Regions from separate parts of the Sus scrofa genome. Here regions 2, 3 and 4 are each linked to region 1. The links are chromatin contacts, called in public HiChIP or PLAC-seq maps. All regions are on one chromosome and are shown on one strand. The core of a region is the stretch at or near the end of the contact, and the rest is flanking DNA. Distances in the headings are between cores, read along the strand shown. Region 1 holds the start of CCDC82 (coiled-coil domain-containing protein 82). Region 2 holds the start of MTMR2 (myotubularin-related protein 2). Region 3 overlaps MAML2 (mastermind-like protein 2). Region 4 overlaps MAML2 (mastermind-like protein 2).

Region 1 (5,149 bases), core at 1,521-4,020:
ACTACACAGCTAAGCTATTAAAAAATCCTTTGTGTAATTTTCAGTGCATTTTCAAATATATTTTAACATTCTGATAATGATTCTAGAAGGAAGGATCTATTGTTACAAAAATCAAAGCCAAGGACATAGAGTTTAAATGACTTACCAAAGATCACACAGCTCCTTAGCAACAGAGCAGGTATTAGAAACCAGGTCTCCTGATTCCCGGTCCAGTGCTACACAATGACGGCTGCCAATATTATATTTGTACAAGGTAGGAAAAATTATGTCTTTAAAAAGTCATTATTTTATCTCTCATTCATGCTAAATTTTAGTTACAGAAAATAACCATTAAAATCATTTAAATAAGAGTTTAAGAGCATGCTTTTTAAATTATGTAACTGAATTCTAGTGCATATGAGTTAAGCCAGAAACTTCTGGAAATTATTTATCCAATAGTCAAGAAAAGAAAAGATGAAAATTTGCAAACTTCCCTCTACCATCTTACTGATGATACTGATCACAAAAATTAAGGGATTTCCACTGAGTTGTAAAGATTTCGAAGAAAGGCAGTCTGATGAGAAAAAATTTATTTTGGAAAATTGCAGTACTGAATTTTTCTTTTTACAGCTGCACCTGCAGCATATGTAAGTTCCCAGGTTAGGGGCTGAATTGGAGCTGCACCTGCAGGCCTATGCCACAGCCATGGCAACACTGGATCAGAGTCATATCCAGTGACTCCGGATATGACGCCAGCCTGCAGCAATGCCAGATCCTTAACCCACTGAGTGAGGACAGGGGTTGAACATGCATCCTCACAGAGACAACATGAGTCCTTAACATGCTGAGCCACAATGGGAACTCCAGTATTGAATATATTAGGGGGCAAATTTTATTTAAACAAATTGTTTCATTTGGCCAACTGCCAAATTTCCAGGGTCTCTCTTTTTTCAACATTGCTGATAATATCAATAATATCAGAATATCAAAAATTCTGTTACTGAAAAAGAAGATAACTTGAATATGTAGCTCCTCTTTTTAAATTGTGGATACTTTTACTAGGTGAGATGGGGAGGTAAGAAGGATAACGGAGGGAAAGGTGAGTGAACTGAACCTGAGGAAATGAGAAGGCAAAGCTAGGTTGATGGGTAAGACACCTTTTGATCATTAGAATTCACTCAGAAAATTATCCATGCAAATGGATGCAATTTTTTATATGCTGAGTATACACTCAATATATTGAAATGAGAGTTTAATCAAGCTTCTTTAATGATAACTTACCTTTAGGCAAAGAGAAAAACAGACACTCCAAACAGAAAGCATTAAATAAGTGAATGAAGATCAATACTATCACACCTTTGTGCTTCGGGGGGTTAAAATCACGTAAACTTTGTCTGCCGAAGGATGTAAAGGTGATAATCCATAGGGCTTGTGTTCTTTCTCTAACACAGTAACTCTACAACTAAAAAGGGTACTTTGGTGCCACCTTAATACACTTTATTCTAGAAGAAATATCAGAAGAACTATCCGTTATTCTATACTTGGAGGTTAATTCATCCCCAAGAAAAGATTAATTCTTGGACTTGCTCTATAAACAATGTAGGTGGTGGTTTACACTTAAAAAATTAAGGGCAGTGGAACCCTCAGCCATTTCTTGAAATTCCACTAGAAGGGATGCATTCTATTTGTAAAACATTTCCCCTCCTTAGTGTTTCCTTTTATATGCCAGTTTGGAGAAGAAACCTTAACAAACCAAGGAAATAGTCACTGAATGGATACTACGTGCCAGCGCACGCTTGGAGCTGTGGCGTTACTAGAAAAAACATCAACAACACGGTCTCTACTCTCAAGGAGCTCACAATCTGATGAAACTACTAGGGACAAGAAAACAAGCCAGCACAACACATGATTTTAAGGCTACATAATATGATTTTTTTAATGTTATCACATTGCCGTGAATAATGTATCATAGTTCTTCCACTGGCTGGAAACCAGGGTAGCACAAGACAGAAATAGGAAAATATGAAGAAACATATAAAGAGAGGAAAGCCAATTACCTCTATTTAGAACCAAGGTTTACTACTCCACAATTTCGCACAGAGAAATATTCAAAATCTGTAATACTGAGGATGGTTCGCTAAATTCAGCAGGGATGAGTGGCCGGGGAAGGAAAAGATCCTCCTGGGAGTTTAACACCAGAGTCTTTTTCACGATTACAAACCTGGTTCCTCGACGGGACACAGACACCTGGCGCAGCACTCCGGCCAGTCCGCCCCTCGCGCTCACGAGGAAGGGGCACTGTAGCTAGGAAACGGGACCCTCAGAGAGAGCTTCGCGATGACGTTCGCGGGACGTCACAAACCCCTAGATCTTAGAGGAGTGAGGCCCCCCGCAGAAAACAAACAAGAATCTGGAAAGGCCAGAAACCCGCGAAATCACCACCCGGGCTCCGCGTATCAGTCCTGCCCACTTCCCCTTCGCGCCAGGAACTGGCACCCCACCCACTGAAGCTCAGCCCGGGCGGCACGCGAATGTAGCGAAGCGCGCAGAGGAGCCGCCCCGCCCATCCTGAGAGAGCCGGCGGGAATTTTCTCTCCCTGCCCGCGGGGAGGCGTGGCTTCCCCTGCCCCTATAATAAACCATTAGCAGCCCAAGCGAGAGCTAGTCCCCGCCCCGAGCTGGCCCCGCGTCGTCCCCGCGCCCTCACCTTTCAATCCTCCTCCGCCTCTGCCTCCGCCCCTGCCTCCGCCCAGGTGTCCTGTTCCGACTAGCGACGCCCCTCCTCCTTCCGGGGACCGGGGGGAAGTCCCGCCTCTGGGAGGGGCTAGAGGCGGGGCCTGGAGGCGGGAGGGGGCGTCTTCCGGGAGCGTGTGCTGGGGGAGGAGCGGTCGCCGCGCGTTAGGCAGGGAGCGGTGCAGGGTCCTGGTTCCTACTGAGGTGGGGAGAGGGGCTTGGCGGGCTGTGTGGGACCGGGGGGACTATGCAGGCCCAGTAAACCCAGCGCGGGGAGGTGGGGCTTGCAGTGGAAGGGGCTGGCGGCTGGGGGAGGAATCAAACGTAGCCGTCCCCCTGGGGAAGGGGGCCAGTCCCGACTCCCTGGCTCTTCCGCTCTCCACCGTAACTTTGGGGTGTGGCAGGGGTTAGTGACGGTCGTTGACCTGGTACCGGGCCTGAAGGAGGCTTGTGGGGCTATAGTCTTTCTTGCGGCCACTGTGGGAATAAAACAAATGTTTGTAATCCGTATTATCCGCGGTGACTTGGGGCCTCTTCTACTGCCCATTTAAAGTTAAAGGCCTGTTCCCTCAAACTTCTCCCCTCTGATCGTCCTCTGCCGTCTGTTTACCAGCCAAGCCCAGAGGGGACGAGGTCTGGGCCACCAGGTTCCTGGTGAGGTTGAAAGAACTAGTGTGTAAGACTGTTTTAAAGTGAGTCTGTGAGAAAAGGCAGGATTTTGTGGATTGCTTCCGTGTAAGTGTGGGCCGAGTACCTGAGTGCCAGAGCTTCACCATGTCAGGGAAGAGGAAGCGTGTGGTGTTGACTATTAAAGATAAGCTTGATATAATAAAGAAACTTGAAGATGGTGGTTCTTCCAAGCAGTTGGCAGTGATTTATGGAATTGGTGAGACAACAGTACGGGATATAAGAAAAAATAAAGAAAAGATTATAACTTATGCAAGCAGTTCTGATTCCACAAGTCTTCTGGCCAAGAGGAAATCTATGAAGCCATCCATGTATGAGGAACTGGACAGAGCAATGCTAGAATGGTTCAACCAGCAAAGAGCAAAAGGGAATCCTGTGTCTGGGCCAATTTGTGCAAAAAGGGCAGAGTTCTTCTTTTATGCTTTGGGAATGGATGGTGATTTTAACCCTTCTGCCGGTTGGTTAACGCGTTTTAAGCAGCGACACAGCATTAGAGAGATTAATATTAGAAATGAAAGATTAAGCGGAGATGAGACTGCTGTGGAAGATTTTTGTAACAACTTTCGAGACTTTATTGAACAAGAGAATTTGCAACCAGAACAAATCTACAATGCAGATGAAACTGGATTGTTTTGGAAATGCCTGCCTTCCAGAACTTCAGTAATCAAAGGTAAATGCACAGTCCCTGGGCACAAGTCAGTTGAAGAAAGAGTCACTGTCATGTGTTGTGCCAATGCAACAGGTTTACACAAACTTAAACTTTGTGTTGTAGGGAAAGCAAAGAAACCTCGCTCTTTCAAGTCAACTGACACTTCAAACCTGCCAGTCTCTTATTTTAGCCAAAAAGGTGCATGGATGGATCTTTCAATTTTCCGACAATGGTTTGATAAGATCTTTGTGCCACAAGTTCGGGAGCACTTAAGATCCAAAGGCTTACAGGAGAAGGCTGTGCTCTTGTTGGATAATTCACCAACACATCCAAATGAAAACGTCCTGAGATCAGATGATGGCCAAATATTTGCAAAATATTTACCACCTAATGTGGCTTCATTGATTCAGCCCTCAGATCAAGGAGTCATAGCTACACTGAAGAGAAACTATCGTGCAGGTCTTCTCCAAAACAACTTGGAAGAAGGCAATGACCTGAAATCATTCTGGAAGAAGCTCACTCTGCTAGATGCACTTTATGAAATAGCAGTGGCGTGGAATTTAGTAAAGCCAGTTACCATTAGCAGAGCATGGAAGAAGATTCTCCCTGCCATAGAGGAGAAAGTAGGCCTGGACTTTGATGAAGAAGATATCTCAGTGGCTGCTGTGGCTACCATTTTACAGCACACCAAAGGATTGGAAAATGTGACTACTGAGAACATTGAAAAATGGCTTGACGTGGACAGTACTGAACCAGGCTATGAAGTCTTAACTGACAGTGAAATCATCAGAAGAGCACAAGGCCAAACAGATGAATCCAGTGAAAATGAGGAGGAGGAAACAGAACTGATTCCAGAGAAACATATTAATCACGCAGCCGCTCTCCAGTGGACTGAAAATTTATTGGATTATCTAGAACAACAAGGTGATATGATTTTGCCAGATAGACTGGTGGTTCGTAAACTTCGAGCCACCATCAGAAATAAACAGAAGATGACAAACTCAAGTCAATAATGGTATAACAACATTACCATTGTTTTGGTAATTGTGTTCGTAACTCTTAACCTCTTTGCAATACGGCTTTTTATTTGTGTTCTGAATC
Region 2 (5,149 bases), core at 1,361-3,860, 430 kb before region 1:
TCAGTAGCCATTCAATAAATGTTATTTTTCTACCTTCCAAAGAAGAGGAATGAAAGCTGGCATTTTACTCCTCATATTTTCATCCAGAGAGGCTGAAGCTAAGCTAACATACTCTAGTCCAAATTCAAGTTCTTAATTTTCTCAAATTCATATATAATATGTTTCATTAAGAAGTTACGATATTTATAAACTTTAAAGTTGCTGGGTTGTTTTTTTTTTTTTTTTGGAAATAAATGTGCTTAGGTGGCAAATTAGGTACATTAGTTTGTAATAATAACACACATTTATTTAGTGTAATCCCAAAAATCCATAACAGGAGTTCCCGTCGTGGCTCAGCGGAAAGGAACCCAACTAGTATCCATGACAATGTGGGTTCAATCCCCGGCCTCGCTCAGTGGGTCAGGGATCCCGCGTTGCTGTGGCTGTAGGCCAGCAGCTACAACTCAGATTCGACCCCTAGCCTGGGAACTTCCAGGTGCCGCAGGTGTGGCCCTTTTAAAAAAAAAAGCAAAAAAATCCATAACAAAGGTTATTATCATTAAGTATTATCATTAGGATAAAGTATTATTATTAAGATAAAGAATGACAGAATTTTAAAGCTCCAAGGGACCTTACCGGTTTTCTAGATAAACCCCCTTATTTCCAAAGATGAGAAAAATGCAAATCAGAAGGTTAAGACACAGCCCAAATCACTGGCTAAGCCAGGTCTTTAAAAGAGACTGAGCCTGACTTAGCACTTTCTAACAAGACTATGCTGCCTCCTGTGGTTCCAAATCCTCTCACTTGGATGAGATTACTAGTTGCCACATTTGTCTTTACATTCTATCCTGAGCCACAGTTGTCATTTGTAACTTTCCCATAAAATTATAATTTTCCAACCTGTTTCCTGAATGATTTGACAGCTGAGTATAATCCCCAGCTTTCTAGATTTCATAGTAATAAACATAAACCTGAAAAATACTTGAAACAAGTATACACTATACATAATCACACAAAGAAAAATTTTTCTCTCCTGGGTATTCAATCTACAAATTCAAAAATGCATTTAATAAGCATCTCTGACAGACAGGGTCTCTGTTAAATGCTGGTGATATGAAGATAAATAAGATATACTCCTCATCCTCAGTAGTTTATAGCCTAATAGAGAAGACAATTAAACCAGCAATTACACTCTGCTTGTTAAGGACGCTGAAAGATAGCTGGGCAGGTTGCTATTAACCAGTATAGGAAAAGAATCTAATTTAGAATGGTGGGACCAGCTTATGAGTTCCTGAACAGCAACAGGAAAAAAAAGTGGTAGTATCACGCAGGTTTAGCAGAGTCCAAAATGAATTATGAGACACAACAACTTCAACTCACAAGGAAAAAAAAGAAAATTATGTTTTCACACAATGGCTTAGTAACTCTCTAATAACTATTTCTTGAAAATAATTTGATTTCATTGCGGCTATATAACAATTACAAATCTTTTTAATTTCCTAATAAAATTTTAAATCACAATCTGAAAACCCAAAGAAAAAAACTGCATCAGAAACATACATATGTAACATTTACGACAGCTCCCTGCGAAGCTGCATACTAAAATTCTGCTCAAAATTCCAGGGGAAAAAAATCCCATTTAGTACATGAGAAATAACCTGGAGAACCGATGGCCCAAGAAGGGAGAAAACTACCACTCATCAGTTAATCAGGAATAATGACTTTCAGCTGTAAGATTTAGACCAGAAACGCACAGCGGTGGGGCATTTTTACTTACATTTAAAACAAAGTTGGGGGGATGGAGATTGGAGTGTAAGGAAAACTGTAAAAAAAATAAAATAAAATAAGAGAAGGGAAAGTGAGGAAAAGGTGAGAAAGAACCCAAAAACCAAACGACGGATGAAAGAAAAACTAAAGGCTGGTTCTGGAAAGAGTGGTCAAGAGACGAAAAAAAAAAAAAAAAAGGCAGGGAGGAAATGAGGGAAAAGGGGAGAGAGCTGGGGGAAGGGCTGTTCCAAGAAATGAATTTAGAGGCAATAAGCGATCAGAGAAAGCAAAGGAATGGCTCCTGCAACTGCGAATAAAACGACATGAGAATATGGGGGTGGGACTGATAAAGAAGCAATGAGTTTTAATCTCCTCTTTCCCAGTCTCCAACCCCCAGTGAGGGAGGAAGAAGCGGTTTCCAGTCCTAGGAAAGGAATTCCGGCGCAGCCTTCTTGAACCAGAATCCAGAATTGGGGTACCATCCAGCAGATCCCCGGCCCCTCTCCATCCCCCTCGGACGCTAGGCGGGGCCCTGGGCGTCCCGGTTACCTGGACAGGGAATCCACGCTGGGCGGCCGTGCTACCACCGGCTGGGAGCCAAGACTCTCGCAGCTCGAGCTTTTCTCCATGGCTCGGCGGGGATAGCGGGAGGAAAAAGCTGCAGCGACCTTCTCGGCTACCGGGCAGAAGGAGCGGAGGGTGGAGTGCGTCGGGGAAGGACCGCGGTCAGGCCCGCGCCGGCCCGGGAGGGAGACCGGAAGCGGCCATGTTCCCCCAGCCTGCACCGCGCGCGGGGGCTGCCGGGGAGCCGGCGGACCCCGCGGCGCCCCTCGGTCGACTGCTTTGACGCGGCTCGCGCACTTGCGCAGTAACGGGGCGGGGGGGAAAGGCAGGTGAAGGAGATGAGCTGCTAATATCACTACCTACTTCGTAAGAGTTGTTACTGGATGGAATGGACTAATATGTATAAACAGTTTGTAGCACCACTTCAAAAACGGTAGCTGTAGGCAGGGAAGCTATAGGCAGGGGGCAGAGAAGTAAGACGTGATTGATGTGAGAGGGTAATGTGAAATATATGACAAGTAGGGGAAAAAGTTAATGCTCATCGTTCTATTTCCATTGCATCCCTGAGCCAGCATTGTAGAGAGGGCACTAGAAAAGAAGCTGAAACTTTAAGCCCTGCTGTGATTTGAATTGAAGTCTGTGTGATCTAGAAGTATCTGAAGGAAAAAATCACTTTGGAATTAATCCATTGTCCACACAGAAAGGTATGGGAAGAGGAAATGGGGAGGGAATTGTTAAATGTACCAAAAAATTAGACACATATACCACTGGGTGCAGTGGTGTCGGATAGAGGGCAAACTTGTAGGGATCTTTCCCTGCCCTCTCAAATTCCCAGGCAGGGCAGGAAGGGAGGGGAGAGTAATAGAACTGTGATAAGAGAACAGGAACTGGGTGAAGGGGAAATGCTTCTGCTGGTAATTTTCTGTTACAGAGGATAAAGGAAGGACATAGAAAGGATACCAAAAAGAATTTTGTTGATTGAGACTGAGTCTCCATCACCTGACGTATATGGTATAAAAATATGCGAAGATTATTTTTGTAAAAATTTAGCCAGTCATTTTATAAACAAAACAGTTCCCTGCTAAGATAAATGGCATTATGTTGATTTAAACTAGATTTAATGTATACTGACAACTAATGTTTTTAAGAAAATCTTGAAGTGTAGGGCCAGTGAAATACGAATTTGCGAGTACATTCCCCTGAAAAACCACCAGCCTGGTTGTGTTCCACATAAACTAGGGTGTTTATTAATATGAATGAACATACATTTAAGCAAAAAGACTTGGCCTTTCTCTTCCAGCTTGGCAGGGACAGGATGGCATTTGTAAAGAGATCTCATTTGTAAAGAGATCTTAATTGTATTTCTTAACCTTAACTGATAGGCAAAGAGAAGAGGTGTTTGAGAATTCTTAACAAGCATAAACATCTACAATGAGTCATAAAAGAATCTGCTTATTGCTTCTCCACCCCTACTTACCCTCCAAAATGCTGGCTCACTGTCACATTATACCTTGACATAGATTTTTCCAAGCTAAATTTGGTAAGGACTTAAATCCTTAAATAGTAGACCCATATTCTTTCTACTACTCAGTTAATTTCTAGCAGCATTGCCTTCACAGAGCGCTTGAAACCATCTGCCTGATAGTATAATAGTTTGTGTATGTGTTTATTTGATGATTAATAAAGAACAATAATGTTAAGTGTAAAGACTTCGAAACCAGACAAATCTGAAATGGAATCCTGATTCTTTCACATACCTGCTCTATGATTTTGATTTCATTGCTTCTCCAAGACTTAGTTTTCTCATTTCTAAAATAGGAATTAAAATACCCATATAATGTTTTTTTTTTTTTTCCTCTACACAGAGTTGGTTGCACAGTAGGTTCGGTAAATGGATCCGTTGCTCTCAGATCCTATTATGCTATATTATGCTATTATGTTCTTCCTCTGAACTTATTGCTTTACTGCTTTCTTTTTTGGCTACACCCATAGGATATGGAAGTTCCTGGGCCAGAATTGAATTCACGCTGGAGCTGTGACTTAAGCCACAGCTACAGCAACCCAGGATCCTTAACCCACTGTGCCAGGCTGGGGATCAAAATGGAGCATCCACAAAGACAAGCCCAATGGATCATTAATTCACTGCGCCACAGCAGGAACTCTCTATTGCTTTACTTCTAACCTAAATAATAAAACAGTAACTTCTCAGAGTGAACAACAAAGACTACTTTGGTCTCAGCTACACATTAAGTTAGTGCAGAATTCTTTTCTGTCATGTAGGCTGCTATGTCAGGTACCACCAAAAAGTCAACTTAATTAGGACTTTTTGCACCACAGTTTTCTCATCTTTTAAAACAACATTTTAGCCTATCCCAAGTCATTCAGGAATTATCATTATAATTAAATTACAGTCTAGGCTCATCTCACCTATTAAATGGTTAGCTTGAGACCTTCCCAATTTGCCAAAAGTTATTTTGTCGTTTTTCCTCTTTTTTAAGGCTCACCTGCAGCATATGGAAGTTCCCAGGCCACAAGTCAAATCAGAGCTGCAGCTGCTGGCCATAGTCACAGCAACACGAAATCCAAGCTACATCTGCAACCTATACCATCCATAGCTCTCGACGACAGATCCTTAACCCACTGAGTGTGGCCAAGGATCAAACCCTTGTCCTCATGGATCCTAGTTGGGTCCCTTACCACTGAGCCACATGGGAACTCCCCAAAAGTTATTTTCTTACTTGAAATCTAGGCCTGTGTTTTTCATATTATCTATGGGAATAACCAGTGTTTTGTTTTTTAATTTCCAAACCATCACCAACAATGCTTTTGTAAATTATAA
Region 3 (5,149 bases), core at 1,685-4,184, 360 kb before region 1:
TTGTAACAGGAAACTATTACCTTCCACTTGAGGCCTTCTGGGGTAATGTTTGCTGGATGTGCTCCATACATCACAGACAAGTTTTTGAATAAAGTACACATAATGGGAAAATGTGATGGAAAGAATTAGCCATTCACTCAGTTCAGATATAACTCCTGGCAGATCAAATTTTATTTGGGCTAGTGTAACGCAACTTTCTTGAGTCCTATAAAAATATACTCAAATTGCTCTTTACAGCTACATCAACAGTGAAAGGCTAATAACAACAACAGCAATAATAATAATAGAGATGTAGAACCAGACAGCTGGCAGTGAACAGTGGATTGACAGGCTACTGGAAATGACGCAGCTGGGGGAAAAGGTCAGGCTCAGAAGACGCCATACTGGAAGCATATAATTATACATGGTAGCCCATTTGGGGTGAAACTTTTGTTCAAATAAAAAAGTCCAGCTGCTAGTTTATAAATTTCCCACCGCATTCATGACTTAAAAGAGCGGACTTTTGTTGTCCCTCTGAGTTCCTTAGTTCTGGAATTTATGCTATTCTGTTGTTAAGTGCCACTTAATCACGCCTTGGAGAGCTTTGGAGAGCCTTGGAGAGTCAACAGATCCACCCTCTACATGGCCGACGTTGGGGGTACAAGTCAGTGAAGGCTAGTGCATGGACATGGAACAGTTCTGCATGCACAGATTGAGCAGGGGAAAAGGAAGAGCCACTGGGAAGGGCCTCCTGAGTCCTTACCTCACCTCTTAACCCCAACCAAGGAGTCCCCTTGGGGCCTAGCTATTAAGAATGTGGTGTTATCACTGCTGTGGCTTGGGTATGATCCCTGGGAATTTCCACATGCCATGAGCACAGCAAAATAAATAAATAAATAAACAAACAAACTCCAGCCAAAGCCTGCATAATTCCTAAGACCATCTCTGGGCGAAAGAGCATAAAAGGCAAAATGTGACTTGAAACCCCTTTTCTCTGCAATTCCTTTTTTTTTTTTTAAGTCTTTTGTCTTTTCTAGGGCCACTCCTGTGGCACATGGAGATTCTCAGGCTGGGGGTCTAATCAGAGCTGTAGCCATCAGCCTACGCCACAGCCACAGCAACGAGGGATCCGAGCTGCAGCTGCAACCTACACCACAGCTCACAGCAACACCGGATCCTTGCAATTCCTCTTGTACTCAGTAGGGTCAGTACTTTTTAAACCTTACTGTGCATATGAATTACTTTGGGATCTTGTGCCAAGGCTGAATCTTATTCAGTAGGTCTTGGCATGGCGAGGGGTGCTTGAGTACTGAGTTTCTGCATTTCTAACAAGGACCTGGGTGACTCTGATGGTACCGGTGTGTGCCCGGTGACTAAAGCTACATGGATAAACCAACATGAACCGAGGTGGTAGGGTTTATTGTATGCCTGCTTTCAGTTAATATTTGGAGTTCTACAGGTCTTTTTTCTGGCATTAAGCAGAAAAGCCAATGAACTCAGAATTTTAGGTCTCAATGGCAGAGTTTAAAGGAGAAAAATTTTGTCAGAATGAGAGAAAGAGAGGCTGTTGCTCCTTTTCCAATTCAACTGCCTACAAGTCACCAGAATTCTAGACTTTAGTGGAAACAAGCAAAAGCTCTCCTCTATAAAGCCTGTTCTCCATAGGGTGGGAACAACCATGCCTTGTGGATAGAGGGGTACAGGTGATTGACTCTGGTGCTAGGGAATCATTGCTTTACTCTCATCTTCTCATGTGTGTGTGTGTGCGTGCGTGCCAGAGTTATATGCAGACATGGAAGCCTGCCTTAAACTCATCTCCCTACCCTTAGCCTAGATTAGTCACTGCTTCCATTGGCTTTCATAGAATCCTGGGCTCTCAGTGAAGCTACAGAGGAGTCCATGTTTTCCAGATTTCTGTAATTGATGCCTTATTTTCCCAACTAAGGTTGAAGATAATAATCCATCATGAGTCCAATCTCAAGGCCTCATGGCGGGCTGCTTGCCGAATGTCTGCAGCTCTCTGACTCCTGGGCCGGTGGCAGGATGGTGCTTCCCAGCCTCCCTGGGGGTTACTAGGACATGGGTTACTAGGAGTGAGTCGTGAGCTGAAGTGATGTGTGTCACTCTCTGGCTAAGACTTTATTTGCTAACATGAGACCCTTGAGGAGGCCCTCTTTTCTCTCTGGGTTGGCAACTGGCTGTGCTCAGAGTGGTGGCTGTTCCATCATCCTCAGTCCCCATATGGCTACGATGTGCAGATGCCCTGCCCCCATTGTGGACAAGCAGTGAAGGAAATACAACTCACATTTTGTTTATTTTTGGGTTTTTTTTTTTTTTTTTTTGGTTGTTTGTTTGTTTTATGGCCACACCTGTGGCATATGGAAGTTCCTAGGCTAGGGGTTAAATCAGAGCTGCAGCTGCCGGCCTACGCCACAGCCACAGCAACACCAGATCCGAGCTGCATCTGACCTACGCTGCAGCTTGTGGCAATGCTAGATTCTTAACCCACTGAGCGAGGCCATGGATCAAACCTGTATCCTCACAGAGACAATGTCAGGCCTTTTACCAGCTGAGCCACACTGAAACTCCAAAACTTTTGTTTTAGCCAGTAAGACTTTGATATTATATGTTACTGAAGCATAACCTTGTCTATACTAGTTAATGTAGAAAAGGGTCCCAAACCGGAATACAAGGTCCTGCCTGTTCCCAGGCTCAGCATCTCTTTTCTCTTTGAAGCTGGGTGTTAGGCGTGGCCCTGAAGAAAGTCTCTGATTCTGAGCAAAGTCTCTTTGTTGCTAAGGCCAAGTTCACACCTTGAAGTTGGTTCTGGTTAGAGGGCCACTGTCATGTCTGTAACAAAGTTGTGGTCTCAGTAGCCCAGATGCTCTAGGGTGATGGGTACTGTCTTTCTTTCACCATCCCCAGCCTTGTGACTGTGCTTCTAATCATCTGCTCTGGCTCACCCTGTCTGTTTGCCTGGATTTCTATCACTGCTCCTGTTTCTCTATCCCCATGATTCATTCGTGGTCAGGGCACTCTGAAGACACCATGTTGAATTTTGTTGTGCTGATCAAATCACTATATTCCCATCAGCTATCTGTTGCTGTGTTCCATGTGCCACAGTGATCTCCATCACCGGTCCCTATTCCTGAATCTGTCCCCAAACTCCAATGCCTGACCTCTTACAATCAGGGAAATTCTGTCCCAGGTTCCTGCCTTTCTTATTCTGCCCCGAATCACTGCAGTTAAATCGGCCATGTGTATTTGTGTCCAGAGACACAACAGATGGGATCTTGGGGATTAAGGTAGCACACAGAGAGCAGAGGGCTTTTAGAAGGATTAGTCTTTCGCCCGGTGGGGAGGGTAGAGAAGGACACTGGGGAGCTGATTTGAAAAGGGTCACTTGGCCCTAGAAGCATATGTGACAGCCGCTGGATTTAGTTCACTCTCCCTGTCCCTGTCTGTCTGCAGAAAAAAGAGCACCAGACTCAAGAGTCAGAAACACAGGTTTGAGTGCCAGCTGTGCCATTTACTAGTTATGTGACCTCACACAGACGAGTTCACTTCTCTGAGCTTATTTGCTCAGGTGTAAAATGAAGCTAATAACATACCCATAATTCGGCCCAGAATGAGGCTGTCAGGGGTCTCATAAGGATCACGTGACAGAACGTTTGAAGAAGCAATCAGCCCACGATAAAGGAGTTTAATAATGTTGGGCGGCATTAGGACAATGAGGAAGGAAGGGACAGGCAGATAGATTAGTCCATAAGGCATCAAGCAGAACCTTAAAAATAAGTGATGATGGCATCTTTATGTTTGGATGGAACCAGGCAATTGCTGCATTATAAGAAAAGGATGCAAAAGATATTGCATTCAAAGAAGGCAAGGATTTCAGCGGCTCGCTGGGGCTGGGGTGGGTAGAGCTGAACCACCATTCAGTGAGGAAGCAAGCTGAGGATCGTGAAGACCTGGAGAACTGGGCAACACAGGACAAAGCACCTCTGCAGAGTGTGGGTCGAGTAAACCCCCCGGGCAGGACCCTGAGCTAATTTTACTGCTGATGGAAAGCTCTGACTCTCAACTTGGGAAGTTCAACCAAATGGCTTCTTCTCCTGATCTGCAGTTGGGATGGGCAGATGCACAAGATAAGCCACAGATGGCACTGTTGCCATAGGATGGAGTCACTGTTTGCGTGCCTTGTTGCTGTGTAGCTTCGAGGCCTCTTTCCCTTACATGAATTCCTCATGCACCCACTTGCTGAGCCTAGCCTTGTCTCCTTGTCTTTCCAGCACAGTTCCCACACATGTGGAAGCTTCGCCAGCTGCCCAGTAGCCAGACATCAGCCGTTGGCAAGGCTTCCCAGAATGGGGCCTGGACCACCCAGCTAGTGAGCAGACTGATGTGGAATGTGGGATCATGTGCTAGAACGTGGCAGGACCACACTGCTCCATGGGATGTCCCGTCTGTGGGAGCGGGATCTTTGGGGCCATCAGCGAGAGGCAGGCAGACTCCCTGAGTTCTCACAAGAGGCCCTGGAACACAAGGGGTGGTCGTTTATTGCCAGATCTTTCCACCTGGTAGGTTTTTCCTCACAAAACGTTCACACAGCAAACCTTTCAGGCTTAGAGCAAACAGAACACACTAGGCAGAGGGCAGGGGAGCACAGGGAGAAAGTAGGGAAGGAGGGGAAAGTGTCAAGTGATTAAGATGAGAAGCCTCTACCAAGAGGTGGTGAACAAGAGGCGGTTTTGCTGAGTAAGGCTGGAAACATCTTTAAAATGGATAAGTCTCCTGTAGCAAAGTGACAGAATAATTAAACTGCAAACACTCTCTGTTGTCCAAGGTTGGAGAAAATGAAGTTATCGGATGATCATAAAAATGGAAAATCCAGAAAGCAAAGGCAGAGAATAGCTGAAGCAAAGACTAGGGATAAGCTGGTTAAGGGGGATTTCGGCAATGTTTTAGAGAACTGAAACAGTGGGGGGGGGGGGAATCTATTTTTTTAATAGACAAGAGTTCTTATTCAGGAGAAAAGTTTTAGATTGACAGTGAGAGTTGCAATAGTAGAGAAGGTCATTTCTGCCAGGGTCCAGGGCCTTGGAGTTAGATGGGTTCACGGTCCAACTCCATGACTTCCTAATTGTGTCATCTCGCATGAGCTGCTGAGCCT
Region 4 (5,149 bases), core at 1,699-4,198, 330 kb before region 1:
CATGAGAATCTGACCTTTGGTTAACTTCCTAGCTTGGTTTCCCTAGAAACAGATAAAGATGGTATGTGTCAACTATGTTACTAGGCAACATTGCATAGGATAAAAAATGACCCCTCATTGGTAGACTGCAACTGGACTTGGGGGTAAGTACAAACGAACTGTAAATACCTGATGGGAATGCCAGGCTTTGGACTTCTCTGAGTGTAGCAATTCTTGTAACTAGAATGTCCCTTGAGAGCACCCTGCAAGCTATGACCTTTGGAACTGTTACAAGAGTTATTGACTGCTGGTGGATATAAGGCTTTTTAAACAAAGGCAGTTCCTTCACCCACCCAATATGGATCCTATCACCTTGCACCTGTGCTGGCAGAGCTCTTTATGGAAAAAGGTTGCCTACTGCTGCTCTTCTGGCAACTACAATTCCCAGCTTATAGCCTTCTGAGTAGGCTGATGTCAAATGCAGTGTATAGTAGTCCTGTGAGCCTGAATGTCCAGTTGAGCTTAAGAACTACCTGCTGGATGCTGCAGGCTGGTTTAGTGTCATGGTGGCTTCCTTTGGGTAACACGAGAGGTGTAACTTTTTGGGAAGGGATCTGGAACAAATGAGGTTTCTTATAGTGCCTTCTTATAGTGCCTTTTATCTGTATAAACTCAATTTCTATTTTTTTTTCCTCTCTTTTTCTAAGGCCACAACTGCAGCATATGGAAGTTCCTGGGGTAGGGGCTGAAATCATAGCTGCAGCTGCTGGCTTATGCCACAGCCACAGCAATGCTGGATCTGAGGCTGGCAACACCGGATCTTTAACCCTTTGAGTGAGGCCAGGGATTGAACCCACGTCCTCACAGAAACTATGTGGGGTTCTTAACCTGCTGAGCCACAATGGGAACTCCTAAACTCAAATTATTTTGTCCATCCATCTACCCATCCAGTCTACCAAAGATCCAGCATTTATTCAGAGTCTACAAATGTGCCAAGCATTGTGCTAGATACAAGAAATATACAAGGTCCTTTCTCTTAACTAGCCCCCATATTTTATGGAACTAAGAGATATATATTGATTATTTAGTAATAATAATAATAGTGGTCAATATTTCTTAAATACCAGATACTATGTTAAGCCCTTGACATTCATCTTCTCATTTAATCCTTAGCAAGAAAAAAGTAGATATTCTATATATTTTGCAGACAATGAAAATGAGGTACAGAGAGGTTGCCTCAAAGTTATAGCTCCAGTGTGGAGTTTGAACTCAGGCAGTCTGACCTAAACAGTACATCATTTACTGTGGTGTGCACCTTGATAATAGTTAGCTGTTATTAATATTTACTAAGCTATTTTCACATGGAAACAAATAAGGGAATCAGAAGCCCATCTCCTCTTTGCCACACCTTAGTGCCTCAGATTTAATCCGCTTCTGCCCAGTCTTTACTAAACATGGCCTTGACCACCAAAAGCTTCATACAACCATCTTCTATGAAGGCGCTCTTGGCTCCCCATCTCCTACGATGCCTGAAAGCCTGCCAATTAAAATCCGAGTTAACAAGCAACTACCCAGGAGCAATCAGGATAACCAGGGATATAGTGAAGGGCCAAAAAAAAAAAAAGCAAAAATTTACCTGGATCTCTCTGTGTATCAGACTTATTCTTTCTCCAGAGAAGGCATTAGCTACTCTCTGAGCCAACCTAACCAGCTTCCTCTCCCGGTTCTGAAGGCCTTGGCTCACAGTTGGGCAAAAGTGAGAACTGTGACATTTTCTGTCTCCAATGATTCCCTTTAGAAACCAGATTACGAGACAAAATAATGTCTTTGAAGTGACAAGCACTGTGCCTGTCACTCAATAAACCACAGCTATTATTATTCTTTCTATGTTGCCTGCAAAATGTTGAAAATTATCAGAAAGGCGGACACCTCAGTGGCTTTAGCACCTAGTATATCCTTTTTAATCATAATCTCCGTATGTCTGTCAGGAACATTCGTTAGGTACGCACTGGGTGGGCTGCGGGGTAGCAGAGGCAATAAAGAGATCCTTCAGGTCCTTCGGGATGCTTCTGACACACTTAGGAACACAGGCTGGGAAATCTAAAGGTGCCTCACAAACCCTTACCAAGAGCACCTGCCACGTAGCAATTTCCAGCTTTCCTAGTCTCCTCCAGGAAGGGGGCTGACTGGTCTGCAGAGGAAGCTTGCTATTATTAATACTGACTAAGCTGTTTCCACGTAGAGATAAATAAGGGAATCAGAAGTCAATCTCCCCTTGGACACACCCCATCACCTCAGATTTAACTACTCCACTCTGCTTCTCCAGACTTCCCTAAACATGGCCTTGACCGGCAGCCAACCCAGCTCAGTCCTAAACCTTTGGTCAGGAGGAGAAACCATAATGCTGGACTGTGATACTTTTCTGTTCACCAGAGTGGATTTAACTACTCCACTCTGCTTCTCCAGACTTCCCTAAACATGGCCTTGACCAGCAGCCAACCCAGCTCAGTCCCAAACCTTTGGTCAGGAGGAAAACCCATAATGCTGGACCGTGACTCCTTTCTGTTCACCAAGGACTGTCCGCGTCTGGCCTGTCTGGATCTCGGGACCCAGGCCAGTTTCCTACTCTGGGATTTCCTTCGACTCCTAAAAGAACAAAGAAATTCTCCCTGTATTCCACTTCCAGAGAGGCTCAGGTCTCTCTGAAGATTCAGGACCTAGCCTAGATTTTGAAATCTTGAGCTCTTGTGCTTCTTTGACCAGGATGAGTCCCAGAGCCAAAAATAATGCGGGACAAAAGATCTCAGGAAAAGGCCCACGTTGGGTCATGGGCTTGTCTGGCCTGGAAGTCCGGGCTGAGGCTTAGGGGCTGGTCTGTCGGAGACGTGGACATCAAAGGACGGACAAACCCGAACCCCACTCAGTTCATTCAGCAAACATTTACCAAGCAGGTACTGTGCTATACCCCGTGGGCGGCAAGTTGACAAAGACAAGGTGCCTTCCCTTGAGGAATTCAGAGTCATTTATGGTTCATGTAACATCAAACACAGCCATCAGTTTCTCAGAAAAAAACAAAAACAAGAACAAAACCCCACCACATTGATTCTCAAACTCTCGCAGTAGAAATGCTCAGTTTCCTCTAGCCCAGAGTTCTAAAATGTCTGACTCAATGAAGAAAAATGCCATCAACTGCCACCAGAGCCTCCCCAAATGAGAATTCTGTAGCAGAGTGATCCTGATTATCTCAGAAATCCCAGGCAGAAATGGAAGCAATATAAATAAACATAAAAGAAAATAGAGGTGCTGTAACACAACTATAAATTGCTTTTCTCCCCGACTTTCTTCCAATCATCCAGGGCAAAAGAGGGAAGTTGGTCTCTGTGGCAGAGAATAGACCAGCAGCTGTTCTATATCCTGCCAAGAGGAGAGAGACTTCTTATAAATAATAGCCAACAATATGTCCTCTGGGACCAGAGATTCAGCCAGTTGGAGGGGGGGAGGGCGGAGGGGAGAGGGAGGGTTAATGGGATGGGGGGTGACCGACACAGCAGAGGGCGAATTAGGAGAAACCCTATCAAATTTTCCTGTGTACTTATGTTTCTATTACCTCATTAGGGTGATTACATAATGCCACTCCATTTATAAACTGCAAGGGAAGTAAGGGCAGCATCCTCATTAGCAGAGGCTGATGCGAGACATTAACATACCAGGCAGTCATGTGGGCAAACAATGAAGATGTTCGCAGAACATCTTTTCTTTCTCTCTTCATCGCTTTGGTATTTTGTCTGCTCCTTCCCTCCCTTTAGCCATATATGTGGATCTGTGGCTCAGACCTGAAGCCGACCACGTGGGCGCCCTCGTATTGAGAGCGCTTCATGTGAGAGAGGTATGGCATCGCTTTTACTGCTTTATGCTCTATTAGGAGGGAGAAAAAAGAACCATCTTAGAGCCATGTAGGGGTCTCTCCTTGAAAACTCCACAGAGGGCTTCCAGCCAGATGCAGACTGAAGTTCGGAAATGTCTTACTTCCTAGGAGCTTTTTCCACTTTTCCTGGACTCTGACTTGTCCTGATTCGAAGTTATAGCTCTAGATGGGGATATTTTGAGGGGCTGCTGTTTCTGGATATAGTACTAATTTGCATCTCAATTTTAAAAAGAGCTCACTCGGACAGTAAAATTCACTAAGTAATATTTAATAAAAGAGGACACTGAGTCCCTAAAAGGTGAAACAACTGGCTCAGATAATCAGAGGAGGAGCCCAGGCTGGAAGCCAGCATCAACAGGAGTTCCACAGAAAGGGACTGTAATTTACAATTTCTAAGAGAGGTTGGATTGAGTGTCTGCTTTACCATGGACTCATCTAATGAGGGGATGGTGTGGGCCACGAGGGGGTGTTAGGTAGAGACTGATCTTTTCACGGTCCCTTGGAGGAAGAATTAGCTGTTTAGCTTATATTTATGTCTTATATGTGGTTTTAATTTGATATACCACCTTTTATTCTTACATAACACTATTTCATCTCTCTCTCTCTTTTCCTTTTCTCTTATATTATCTCTGGCTTTAATTTCGGGCACTCCCAAATGCATTATTGCAAAGTTATCCTTTTTCTGAAGGTGAGCACTTATTTCACGTTTGTTCTTATGATTGGAAAACTAGGTGAAAAGTCCAGGGGATCTAGCACTGTGCAAGAACAGGAAGGGGTATCTATATTCAGATTAGGAAGAAAATAAATGGAAACATTTGGACTGCAAACAATAAATCAGGGACATTGGGCACTTTACCTGGGGCTTGGGAAATACTATTGACTTAAATTAGCAATCTTTCTCTTCATTAAGGTATACTGTTCCATTTGTTTTCTCTTCACATTGTTTTTGGTTACAGTATCTTAACTATCCAGCAGATGGCATCTGCTTCAAAACGCTCATAAATTCCATTTACATTTCAAGACAAACAGGATACTAATACACTGAAGTCTTAATCGACTTCTACATTTAATACCTAGAAAAGGCTGCTAGAAACATACTTAAGGATACACAATTAATTCCCTCTGGGGAGGTAAGAGTCATTGTTTTTTCTTGCCAAGCCCATGGCAGCATCATGGATACTAGGAAAACCTCAGTCATTTGAAAGGAAACATAATCAGAATTAAACCCAGAAGCTCTCTTTAAAA

The links. HiChIP or PLAC-seq counts read pairs in DNA pulled down with a chosen protein or histone mark.
Region 2: a contact with region 1 is called in an H3K27ac HiChIP or PLAC-seq map of alveolar macrophages. The contact joins the promoter of MTMR2 here to the promoter of CCDC82 in region 1. A contact is called at or near these places in 3 of 5 promoter capture datasets (fetal liver, fetal skeletal muscle and liver), 9 of 47 Hi-C or Micro-C datasets (alveolar macrophages, brain, embryonic fibroblasts and 4 more) and 2 of 2 datasets of contacts at active chromatin or transcription factors (alveolar macrophages and skeletal muscle).
Region 3: an H3K27ac HiChIP or PLAC-seq map of alveolar macrophages shows a contact between it and region 1. The contact joins the enhancer-like site here to the promoter of CCDC82 in region 1. A contact is called at or near these places in 3 of 5 promoter capture datasets (fetal liver, fetal skeletal muscle and liver), 7 of 47 Hi-C or Micro-C datasets (alveolar macrophages, embryonic fibroblasts, heart right ventricle and 4 more) and 2 of 2 datasets of contacts at active chromatin or transcription factors (alveolar macrophages and skeletal muscle).
Region 4: a contact with region 1 is called in an H3K27ac HiChIP or PLAC-seq map of alveolar macrophages. The contact joins the enhancer-like site here to the promoter of CCDC82 in region 1. A contact is called at or near these places in 2 of 5 promoter capture datasets (fetal liver and fetal skeletal muscle), 17 of 47 Hi-C or Micro-C datasets (alveolar macrophages, blood, embryonic fibroblasts and 8 more) and 2 of 2 datasets of contacts at active chromatin or transcription factors (alveolar macrophages and skeletal muscle).

The regions. Positions count from the first base shown.
Region 1 is chr9:28,404,580-28,409,728 of Sscrofa11.1, forward strand. CCDC82 (coiled-coil domain-containing protein 82) reads right to left here and starts at 2,771. Exons shown (of 9, transcript XM_021062697.1): 1 at 2,687-2,771; 2 at 146-229.
Region 2 is chr9:27,971,838-27,976,986 of Sscrofa11.1, forward strand. MTMR2 (myotubularin-related protein 2) reads right to left here and starts at 2,611. Exons shown (of 16, transcript XM_003357252.4): 1 at 2,296-2,611.
Region 3 is chr9:28,044,932-28,050,080 of Sscrofa11.1, forward strand. The region is part of intron 2 of MAML2 (mastermind-like protein 2); the gene reads right to left. Among named protein-coding and RNA genes, the nearest start is that of MTMR2, 73 kb to the left of the region's middle. Within about 2 kb of position 2,935, at least 3 of the 83 cell types and tissues checked have an H3K27ac peak or open chromatin away from gene starts, as enhancers often do. A contact at or near this core is called in alveolar macrophages, where this site is marked.
Region 4 is chr9:28,076,968-28,082,116 of Sscrofa11.1, forward strand. All of the region lies in intron 2 of MAML2 (mastermind-like protein 2), which reads right to left. Among named protein-coding and RNA genes, the nearest start is that of MTMR2, 110 kb to the left of the region's middle. Within about 2 kb of position 2,949, at least 33 of the 83 cell types and tissues checked have an H3K27ac peak or open chromatin away from gene starts, as enhancers often do. A contact at or near this core is called in alveolar macrophages, fetal liver, liver and 3 more, where this site is marked.